2 separate regions of the Mus musculus genome follow, and region 2 is linked to region 1. The links are chromatin contacts, called in public promoter capture Hi-C maps. All regions are on one chromosome and are shown on one strand. The core of a region is the stretch at or near the end of the contact, and the rest is flanking DNA. Distances in the headings are between cores, read along the strand shown. Region 1 overlaps Sfxn1 (sideroflexin 1). Region 2 overlaps LOC115488208 (a long non-coding RNA gene).

Evidence for each region. Promoter capture Hi-C pulls out the DNA fragments that hold promoters and counts their contacts.
Region 2: a promoter capture Hi-C map of embryonic stem cells shows a contact between it and region 1, with 6 times the contacts expected there. The contact joins two enhancer-like sites. A contact is called at or near these places in 7 of 39 promoter capture datasets (the 3T3-L1 cell line, the C10 cell line, embryonic stem cells and 2 more) and 1 of 115 datasets of contacts at active chromatin or transcription factors (the 230-238 cell line).

What each region holds. Positions count from the first base shown.
Region 1 is chr13:54,077,925-54,083,619 of GRCm38.p6, forward strand. All of the region lies in intron 1 of Sfxn1 (sideroflexin 1), which reads left to right. Among named protein-coding and RNA genes, the nearest start is that of Sfxn1, 8.9 kb to the left of the region's middle. Within about 2 kb of position 2,382, at least 52 of the 459 cell types and tissues checked have an H3K27ac peak or open chromatin away from gene starts, as enhancers often do.
Region 2 is chr13:54,306,920-54,312,986 of GRCm38.p6, forward strand. The region is part of intron 2 of LOC115488208 (a long non-coding RNA gene); the gene reads right to left. It also overlaps a transcript of Cplx2 not described here. Among named protein-coding and RNA genes, the nearest start is that of Gm52068, 24 kb to the right of the region's middle. Within about 2 kb of position 2,577, at least 58 of the 459 cell types and tissues checked have an H3K27ac peak or open chromatin away from gene starts, as enhancers often do.

The sequences.
Region 1 (5,695 bases), core at 1,132-3,631:
TCTGGTGTGGTCTCAGTCACTCAGATAGTGCAAAGGTCTCCAGGCTATAAACCACCCCCACTATCTGCCTTCCGGACAGAAAACAGGTTCTCCAGTCTCTTCTTTTGAAGAACTGCGTGTTTAACATTCCTGGCTTTCCCTAGTGCTTCTCTGTGAGCACAAGGACCTCCGTGCCTCCCACAACTTACTGCTCATGCAGAGCGCCTGAGTTCACCTCCCAGCACCCACAATGGCAGCTCACAGCTAACTGTAATTCCAGTTTCAAAAGCAGCATAATGCTATAATATTAATTAATGCTCCTAGTGGCTGACATCCTAAATTGTTTGTGAGACTGAGAAAGAATGACTTGTAAAAGCTAATGATTATTCATAGATAAAGAGCTTGAAATCACTTTGCTTCTTAGTAAACTATAGAAAATGCTTTACACCTATCTGGTTGGTTGGTTGGTTGGTTGGTTGGTTGGTTGGTTGGTTTCTTATAAAAGCGGGTGTTTCTAAAAGGCTAGGTGCTAAATGTAAGGACTAAAATCACTCATATAAAAGATCCTTTAATAGGAATTAATACTTTAACTGACCAGTGCAGTCAGGCATCCGTGGGACAGACTCCATTCAAAACTAACCCCAAGCCAGCCAAAACTCTAGGAGTTACAGTTCAGTTTTTGAAATGCAAGGGGAGACCTCTTGCCCCAAATCTTTCTTCTGGTGCGTCTGCTGCGGGCGGGCTAGCGTGGTTGTGGCACTAATTCCCTTCAGACTGTGGAACATGAGAAATCTGCCAGTGTGCTACGTGAACCCCCCAGTACCGTTCACCACCAGCTGGCAGTGCTGTGCTGTGGATGCCTCCTGGCTGCTCTATGGAGTGCCACCGGCATGGGGTGTGGCCCTGATGCTCCTGCATCTTTGCTGGTTGTCTAGAGGGATGCATTTTAACAGTCTGTCGTAGCCTCGGATAGATGTGACGAGAACGTACTGGAAGCCCCTTGTCTCCTGTCTCTCCAGGGTACCTTTCATTTGCCTCCAGTGTACCAAAGCTGAACATTCTTTGCTATTGTCTGCAATGTGTTCTTTTGAGCTATGTATGGCATTTTTCCTTACCCGTGCCTCCTTCTGCCGTTTGGAAAGTGTGTATCTCCTTGAACTCTCTGTGGCTAAGTGAGCATCCACACCGTCCCCAGTCCCCAGTATTGGTGTGAGACTGAGCAATAGAAGGCCTTTCTGCAGGCAGGCAGCAGCCTCTCTCAGCTAACTCCTCTGTTAGAGAACCCACATCACTGATTACCACAAATCTCTTGTTTCCTGTCTCAAGAATACTCCTCTAAAGAGTAGTTTGAACTCTGCCCAGTCTCAACCTTCAGGACAAACAAGCCTTTAACTATAGCCATTGGACGCCTGCTCTCTGCATGCTAACCAATCCATCCCGTTACTTCACCTAGCCACCACCACAACCTCACTTCTCAAAAGTTGTGTGTGTGGTATTCCCAGTCAGGATGATCAGTCTGTGCGAAGAGGGCACCCCATCTCTGTATGCCACTCGGGCCGCTAACCCCAGTACCCTGTGCCACCACCATCCCAGCTGCAGTAGGACCTGAAACAAACTGACCAAATGGGCAGGAGGAAGGTGGTATGCCCACAGTCCCACGCAACAGCCCCTTCCTTGGCCCACTCTTGACCCAAAGTGAAGCTGGCCATGCTTCCTCCACCTGACATACACAGGGCGCCTGAGTACCAAGTACAAAAACAACCCTGTTCCTGCCCATGGCTGACCCAAGTGAACTTGGGAGTCAGAGTCGGGGTGGGGCTGGGAGGAGGTAGGTTTTTCGGTTTTCTTTTTGTTTTTTGTTTTGTTTGGGGTTTTTGTTTTGTTTTGTTTTAAATAAAACTAATCGGTTCCTGAAGAAAATAGAAGTGGAGAAAGTGAAAGCACTGCTTGCCGATGGAAATTGATACTTTAAAAAGGGTTTGGCTAGTAGATCATAGTAAATAGTTACATTGTACCTGGCCCTCTATCAGCCGTGTCAGGCAAGATGCTGATGCAGCGTTACTGATGAATCTGGTGGCCTTTCTTTTTCTGGGCGTGGGGAGCACAGGTTACTGCATCCAGTTTGTGCCGGTAGAAAGCCACTTGGACTCACAGTGAGGGAATGGAGCCCTGTTTGTTCCCTTTGCCACACTAACAAACCACACATTTAGTACCTAAAACAAGTTTATTTACTCTCTTAGTGTGCTGGAGGTCAGAAGTCAGACTGGGGCAGACTTCCCCCTGGGAAGAGTCACTTTGCATTTCCAGCCACTGGAAGCCCCTGCTCTGCTCAGCTGTCCACCCAGCCTCACTTCAGCTCCAGCTTGTGACTCTGGACCTACTCAGATAATCACAGGATCTGGAGCCAAAACCCCTGAGCCAAGCCTCAGAACTATGAATGCAGCGTTTCCTCAGCTCCTGGGCACCATACTGTGTACTTGGACAAGAGTTTCTGTGGGGCTTTGCGGCTTCTGAGATCTGACAGTTTCGCCTGGAGTGTGAAGGTCTCTGTGCAGAGAAAGCCGCCTTGCTTTCTTCCTCCGTAGGTTGGGAATAGCCTCTGAAAATCTTTCCTCATCTGTAAGAAGTCTGTAATGTGTAGAAAGGGCACAGCTGTTGTGGAAACTGAGCTGGCTTATTTCAGCACTGGCCTGAGGAGAGAGCACATGCTCTCAAGCATCCAGGGTACCTCTGGGTTTAATAGGAAAATGTTCATTTCCTGACCCATCTTTGTCCCGTAGAAGGGAAATTTTACAAGGCCTCTGTCTGCAGTGTTCCTGTGGCTCTGTTGGGCTATGCTCTGTGAAGTATGATGTCCACGGTACTAGAAGTTTCTTTCTAAGAAGTTTTCTTTCTTATTTAAAGGGAAAAGGGAACCTCAGAGACTCCATCCAGTACTCTATAGATAGTAACTGATTTTATCCTTAAAGGGAAAAAAAAAAGCTAAAGAGACTAGAGAGAAAAAGTGATGTGCTGGGGTCCCCTCTCCCCTTCAGCCATGTCACCTGACAGAGCATTTCCTTCCCTTGGGTCTCAGGTTTCCTGTCTGTATGATAAGCTTGTTGGATAATTCAGTTGTAATGTCCTGTATAGTTCTTATGCAATACTACCACAAAGTATCCACTAATGACATGGTGTTGGCTACAATTTAGCCAAAATGGTGCTTGTACTTAACACATTGGACAAAGTTTGTTGTTAAGAACTGGTACACGCCTTTAATCCCAGCACTTGGGAGGCAGAGGCAGGCGAATTTCTGAGTTCAAGGCCAGTCTGGTCTACAGAGTGAGTTCCAGGACAGATGGGGCTACACAAAGAAGCCCTGCCTCGAAAAACAAAAACAAACAAACAAACAAACAAAACCAACCAAACAAACAAAAAACCCAAAAAACAAAACAAAACAACAACAACAAAAAAAAAAAAACCCTGGAATTCTGTGAAAGCTACATTTAAAATATTGCCTTGTTGCCTCTATTAAACATAAAAGAGAGAGAATGCTCTTGAGAAAAACTGTCCCCTGGGGAAGAGTTTACCCCAGCCTGAGAACATCACAGGGTGGGCAGGAAGGGAACATTGGCCATGTAGCCATATTTAGAGCATGGTCCAGTGCCCACCCATTGAGCTGAAGGTTTGCTAGACCACCTGTGGAGTCACATGTCCAGGCAGCCTCAGCCAGGCCTAGTGTGTGAGAATCTCTAAAAGGCCTGTGTGTGTTGTTTCTTTTTTTTTTTAAGATTGATTAATTGATTATATGTAAGTACACTGTAGCTGTCTTCAGACGCACCAGAAGAGGGCATCAGATCTCATTATGGGTGGTTGTGAGCCACCATGTGGTTGCTGGGATTTGAACTTAGGACCTTTGGAAGAGTAGTCGGGTGCTCTTACCCACTGAGCCATCTCACCAGCCCCGTGTGTGTTTTTAAAAGCTCTCCTTCACCCCCATGTATCCTGTGGTTTAGAGCTTCTGTCTTTGCCAGTGCTGTTGTAGGAACAAACTGAGCCTTTGATGTGATGTGCCTTTGCTTTTGAGCTTCTCTGGGCTACTGAACCATCCCTTCCATCTTTAGCTGTATCTCTTACTGTAGTTATCTACTACGACGGCGACGACGACGACGACGACGACTACTTGCCTAATCAGTAGAGATTCCTTAATAACCTTCATCTCCAAACATAGGCACTGAAGGTAGTCAGACCAGCTGGAGGTGCAGACAACCTTTGGGTTCCTCTCCATTATGGAGGGTGCTTAGATGTCTTGGCTACCCTCTGTGAGTGAATCTGAAAGCATCCCTACATATAAACTGGAGTTTTTATTTACTATTGGTGGGCTATCTAAATAATCCATGTTTCCACACAATGACCCAGCCTTTTGTTGTCTATGAGACCCATTTACCTGTTAGCTACCAATGATCAATCATAATCCAAAAACATTGAATGGGAAATTTCAAAAACAGTAAGATATTTTGAGAGAGAACACATTCCCACAGCTTATATTGTCATATGTATTGTTCCACTGTAAGTAGTGTTAACTTCTTGCTGTGCCTAGTTTATCGATTAACCTTATTCTGAGTATTAAATATATAGAAAAATATAGGGGTCCATACCATCTGTGGTTTCAGATATCCACTGTGAGGACTTGCACCCCTCAAATAAGGTGAATTGCGATATGTCTCTGTCCCTGGATTTAACATGCACAACTGTTTATTTTAATTTATACTTTGGGTCTGTTGTGTATTATAACCTTATCAGGCAACAGCCAGCAGGGATGGAGCTGCTGTCCAGTGGAGGAGTACTTCCAGGCTCATTGTAGTAAGGAAGATCACGACCAGGGGAGTTGTATGGGCTCTAGCCAAGCAGAGAAGGAAGGGTTATCTTAGCACTGTAGAGGACAGTGTAACTTATTTCTGCAGCATTATGATGAGCACAAACCATGACTGGGGAAAGAAGCAGACCCTCGTCCCTGTTTCCTTGGAAACTACGGTGTTGAGATGGACTTAGGATGCTGAGTCCAGAATTTCCCTAATGTGATGCCTGGGCTGAGAACTCGGTGACTCTGGTGCTGGGGAGCAGAGGAGGGTGGGTTGATTCACTCTTATGTTTCAAAATGCAAAGTTTCTGAGCATCTGTGATTCTGCAAAGCCAGGTCTCTCCTAAGTGGTGTCACTCTGACATGGAGCTGTTGACACTTCACAGCTGGGAGAAAAGTGGTTTCCTGTTGGCTCCCCACCTACTTTTATCTGGATCTGCTGTCCTAGCCTGTTTTATCAATAGCTAGATTCACTGCTGGCTGCGCCGCTTCAGGCATGGGTGCCTGACTGACGTGGTCAATTTTGACCCAGTGATCAGTGATGCATTATTACGGACAAAGGGTAGGGTGACCTAGCATTTTCATCTTATGCCTTAGTGGTCCCTAGAATTCATGAATGCTAAACAAAACTATGGTTAGAACTAATGTTAGAAACAGAAATAAAAAAGTATAAGAAAATGACATGAGTCCTCTCTAGTGATTGGATCCTTTGACTCGCCATCACCAGAGAATTCATCCAAGAGAATCACCAGATATGACAGAAGAGAGCCCCAGACAGGCTGTGGTGTTATGTGTAACATAGAGAGCTAACACAAGGCAGGACTAAAAGGGTTATTGTGAGTCCACAGTGGAGAGCTGACACCTCTGGGGGATTTT
Region 2 (6,067 bases), core at 1,327-3,826, 230 kb after region 1:
TTTATGCAGTTTACACTAAAAAAAAAAAAAGATAAAAACTGGTTTTGCTTTTTAAATAGTCTCTGTTGGCCATGTGGAGAGTGGTTGGCCCATAATGCTGAGTTAGGAGCAGAGGAGGCAGGGAGGATGAAATACCGCCTTCCTTCTTGAAGGTGCTCAGCACACAGTCAAACAGACAAGGGCAGCATGACCTCCATGTCGAGCCAGCATGGGCTGTATCACTGAAGCAAAGGATTTGCTCCAGCAAAGCGAAACACAGAAGGGTTTGCTCAACGGGGCCCCTGGGAGGCCTCCTAGAGGCAGACTGAGGCTTCTTGGTCTTTCCCCACTTTTTGAATAAGAAACTGCCTTCCTAGCCAGGAGTTTTCTAGAGCTCAGAGTCTGTGTCCCATATTTGGCGCAATATATTGAAGTAATTTAATGGGGGGAGGGGTTCTGCCCGACTCTTTCCTGTTTTGCTCCCAAGTAAACAACACAAAGACATCCGAATTTATTCACATGCTACAAACCTAAACTGGGAAGGTTCTGAGACTATTGTAACATGGCTAGGCTATTAATAACCAGATAAATGCCCCATTACCTGCCAAGTGAGACTTGCTCTGTTTCATGTGTGTCCTCAATATGAGCTTCATTTGGCCATGTGCTCATGGTCCCTGCTCATGGTCTGTCCTTATGGTCTATCCTGCCTCTTGAGGACCTCCGTCTTCCCCTACATTTTTCCTTCTCCTCATGTTCCCTACCTGAGACGCCCCCCACCCCCCACACTCAATCTCAAGTTCCACCTTCCCCTCTCTCCTGTTCAGTCCCAAGCTCCAGCCTTTTACTGTCCAGTCAGAGACCGGGGAGCATTCTTTATAGTACACGGTCAATACAATGTCCATGTCCAGACTGCAACCTGATCTTGGGGCACAGCACTCAACGTGACTATACAGTGTACAAGACCAACCCCAACACAGGCAGTGGGTGTCAGGTTGTTCTTGGGGAAGGAGAGGAGCAGAGCTGGTAGACAGGCAGAGGCAACAGTGGCAGAGAGGAATCTAGACAACCTAGCAACAGATCCCAGCCCTCCGCAAAGACACTTGGTGAATTCAGGGAAGTCATCTATCTTTGTGACCTCCACCTCCTCATTCTTATGATCCAAGTCCCTTCTTCAAGGGGATTCAGTAAGGATTAAACAATGAGACATTCAGGGAGCCCTGGCACTCTGAGAGTAAATCTGAGGGCTGGAGGATGGTTCCTTCACAAGGTGCTTGCTGTGTAAGCGTGAGCACCTGAGCTCAGAGTCCCAGCACTCGCCTAAAAAGCTGGGTGTGGTTGTGTGCACATGGGATCCTAGTGCTGGGGAAGTAGAGATAGGAAGCTTCCTGGGGCTCTCTGGCCAGATGATCTTCCCAAATCAGTGAGAGACCTTGTCTCAAAATAATAATGATAATAATAATAATAGTAATAATAATGATAATGTAGAAAAACAAGTGAGGAAGTCACCTGACATTGACCTCTGGCACTTGCACACACACACACACACACACACACACACAGATGTATATGCACAAACACAATCACATGCACCTTATGTGCAGAATAAATAAATAGAAAGAAAGAAAGAAAGAAAGAAAAAAAGAAAGAAAGAAAGAAGGAAGGAAGGAAGGAAGGAAGGAAGGAAGGAAAGAAAGAAAGAAAGAAAGAAAGAAAGAAAGAAAGAAAGAAAGAAAGAAAGAAAGAAAGAAAGAAAGAAAGAAAGAAAGAAAGAGAAGTATGGTTAGTGCTAAATAAAAAGGGGGTAAAAGAGAGCAGGCTAGCAAGATGCATGTGCCAAGTGATACCAGCTGGAGCCCAGCTCTGAGGATCTACAATCACCGGCTGGAGATGGCTGTCATGTTCTATAATAAGTGAGGGCTATCAGAACGTTTCAAGAGGGAGTCTATTAGAGGAGAGTAATGAAACCCCAAGGCCCAGAGAGGGAAAGGAATTTACCCCCACACAGCCAGTTACCAACAGAACTCTTCCATCTGTCTCCTCCATGTCTGTAGGATGGCAATGGCAGGTTATATTTTGTTCCTCTGTGACATCCTCAGAGCCTATAAGAATTCCTAGTATCTTCTCAGTAAATATTTATATAGTACATTGCTGAGTCAGAGACCAAATGGAACAGGAAACATCAGAAACCTCGAATCCTTGAGAAGATTAATGCGTTTAAGGCAATGAGCAAACACCCTCCATAAAATAGATCAAAACAGCTAGAGAGGTTTGTCCTGAGTCCCTCCAAACCCCAGGTTCTCTTATGATAAAAGACACAAATGTGTGCACTTCCCTCGCTGACCCCCTCAGTCCACAATGAGCATCACTTCGTAGTGTGCAGAAATTAATCTTGGTAAGGTGCCTACAAGATGAAACCGGTTGCTTAGACTTCAGTGTGGTAATTGCCAATGCAGAGGAAAATGCATTTTTCCATTTGCAAGAGGCAGGTCTTTGTGTTCAGAAAAAAAAAAAAAAAACCCAGCCATTAGAATTCCTGTGGCTGACTCGTTGGGAAGCTGTGACAGCCAGGCAAGCAAGCAGGGTCTTTCAGTTCAAGCAGCAGATGGCTAGAGAAGCCAGGCGCCAGTTCTCCATGCTGAACGCCTACTCAGAGCAGGGTACAGGGCCAGGCACCTCGCCAACAGCAGAGAAGCCCATCCTGCCACCTCTTAGCTGGACCATGTGACCTGCCCCATCCTTCTCTGAGCTTCAACGTCATAATCTATAAAGAGGAGAAAGGCTAGTGAGGTCCCTGGGGTCATTTTGACTTTGGCAGGCCATGTATAAGTGTCACTTCAATGCTGCCAGTAACAGTGTATAGTAAATGTATCCTCCTATTTCCGGAATGCTTAAACACAAAGCCAGAAGTGTCTTCCTAGGCTATCCTTCTTGGGCCAGGACAAGGGCCTGGCCTTCAAAGAGCTCAGGTCTAATGGGGAGAAAGAAAACAAACACATAAAATTATTTGCCAGGTTCTGTATATTCTAAGGGCAAACATGCAGCACCAGGGGCAGAAGAAACAGAAAGAGCAGATACCCTGGGTCATGGGAAACTCAGCAAGGTTGCAGGATAGAAATGGAGTGACCAGTGGGGACAGGGGTGGTGGGAGCCCTTATAAGCTGCCGTTGCCAAGTTCAACAGAGTGAGATTGACACTGGGGAACGATCTAGTAGCTGCTGAGGCTAGGACAGGAGCTGGGGCTGGGACCAGAGCCTGCCACAGAGATTTTCTTGAGGTCGATCAGAGAGCTTCCCAGGATGGGTGATTTACAACCTCTCCCAAGTCTCTACTGCACCCAGCCCAGGAGGCTGGGTCCCTTCTTCCCCAACCCCACACCCCCTCAAGCACAGAGAGCCTGCTTCTGCTTCTCCCATCTCCATACTCCAAATGTCTGTCCCATGCCTCTCTCTGCCCAACCCCCCGGCAAGACTATGCCAAGCTCCCAGCTTCCCCTGCACTCAAATCCCATCCCCTACTACCCCAGAGACACGACTCTGAGGCCCATCTCTCCCTGGCTGCCCTGAGGACCCTGCCTCAAGGCCAGCCACGTGCTTCTGAATTCCCCTACTGGACCACACTCTCTGCATGAGTTTGCAGGCAGTGTTCCCTCTGTCTGGCGAGCCCTTTGCATTCAACCGTTCTCTTGGTCTCTCTAGGTTTCAACCCCCAGCTCATTTTCTCAGGGAAGTTCCTGCTACTCCTGGGGAGGGCTAGCCTTGACAAGCCTGCAGTATATTTCAGTTGGCTGCTTTCTTGGCAGCTCTTCACATCTCACTTCTGTTTAAGACCAGTGGGGATCTGAGCTTGAACTGTGTGGGTCAAGTCCTTATTGAGCCTCTTTGTCATCCTCTGCAGAAGAAAGCTGTGACACTGGACTGGTCAGATAGTGAGCCGTTTAAGACAGTGCTGAAACTGAGACCCTCCCCTGTGTAGTTAGAATAGCTAGTCTGTGAAAGGAGCTAGTCCGTGTGAGAATTGACGCTTTTCACTACCACAAGTCAAAACCTGCTCAGTCCTGGGTCCTGGAGAGCATCCTGAAGGAGCCCCTATTCCAACAGTGGGGCTAAGGGCCGAAGCTGTGTATGCTGAAGGTTAAACATAGTCACATAGGCTATGGGAGAGGGGTCAGTGGTCCTCTGAACCTCAGCCCCCACTTTGTTAAATGACCATTGTACCTGAAGTAGGACTGTTACTGGAAAGAAGACAGAGAGAGTCCAGGAGGAAGTGATAGGTTGCACTGGGAGGAACTGGGTAAGATGTTGCAGCCCCCCCCTCAATAGCCTACATCTGGTGCTCGGCCAAGAAGAGGCCCACCAGGCCCTGAGTTCAGCAGCTGGACAGACAGTTTATGGGCTATGGGTTGGGATCCGAGCTCCATGCATACCTCCATGTGAACTGGACCATCACGTCAACTGCCCCCCCACCTCTGCTCTCCGTTAAATTGGACCTCTCTAATCCTCAGTGTGTAAAGACAGGTCTACCAGACCATGGGAGCAGGCTCAGTCAACAAACACTGGCGAGATGCTGACATTGCCAGACCTTGGGAAAGGCCTGGGAACAGACACAGATGAGCCAATGCTGGCATCTTGCAGCAAGATTGGCACCACCAGGACTGAAGTGAGGGATGTAATTAGGATTTAAGGGGCTCTCATCTATGTGCCTCTGCAGCCAGGATCCAGCTGGCACACAGGAGGTAGGCACCATTAAAGCCCCATTATACAGAAGAGGAAGCAGAGATGCGGGGAGATGCAGTAGATATCCCCAAAGCCAGGACTAGAAACCAGACATGATTGACAACAGAATGTATCTGTTGACACCAGATACCCTGGTGGTACCACCCAAGCATTTCCTGAGCCAGTAAACAAGATGGGCAACAGCTAGCAGGTTAAGTGGAGAAGGAGCCAGGAGTTTGATCTGATGCCAGACAGAGGCCCATCCTACCCAGCCCTTTGCTGGAACTGATAAAAAGCAGTGGCAGCCTTGGATGGAGATCACAGTGACTGAGGACACTGGATGTCATGTTCACTTAGGAAGCCCAACCCCTGGCTGTACTCTCAACTAACTCCAAACCCTCTCTCCTTCTCTAGGAAGTTAAGCATCTCTGCTGTGCTATCTACTCTGCTTGGTGTCTGACTCTCCTGCATCCCAGCTCATCCAGGAAGCACAGGTAAGGGCACTGCCCAAGGTCATAACCACTCCGGGAGCCTCTGGCCTGGGACTAAGATGGCAGAGGGGGGGGGGGGTTACTCATCCTCTTCTAAGTCGGAGTGAGATGGTTCGGTCAGGGGATGGTTCGATGGTTCGGGCTTCATCTTTGGTATATTATCCTATCAAACACTTCCTCTTAAAGCCCAAGGTGGGCGTTCTCCTGACTGGTTCCAGATGAGAAAACTGAAGCTCAGAGAACAGTCCAGTGCACAGGGATGGCAGGTGGCTAAGGCTGAGTTCCTATCTACTGTTCTTGTCGGTGGTTCAGGAGCCCGTGCAGACGGGGACGCCACGGTCCGTGTTTAACAGATGAATGAGGCAACTGATGAGTCCTGTGTGGGAAAAAGAAGGTGGGACTGGGTCACCACCGGCTCTTTGCTCTTTCTGCTGACTCACAGCACCCTCCTCCTCTCCCTCCTCCTCTCTGCCCTCATCCCCTCATCTTGGTGTCCATTTCCTGCTTCTGCAAAGACAGAAGGACCATGGATGAAGCAGCCGACCTCAGCTCTCCCGCAGGTTAGCAGGCCAAGCTTAATCACCCCCACCTCTAGCCTCCTTCCATCCTCGATGTCTCTTCCCCACCACCCACCACCAGTGATCCAACGTGCATAGTTGTAAACTTGTTTCTTTAAATAAACAGCCTCGAGTTTCATAGCAAATAGTCTTTTTAAGAGGAGGAACCGTCTCCAGGCCACCTCATATTTAGCATACAGTGATCCACATATTTGCACAGAAAGAGTGTGTGTGGTTACAGGGATCGCTTGAACACTATAGATACCATGGCTCCTCCAGATGGGAGCTATTTCCGACACTGAGTCATTCACAGACAACTGAGGAATCC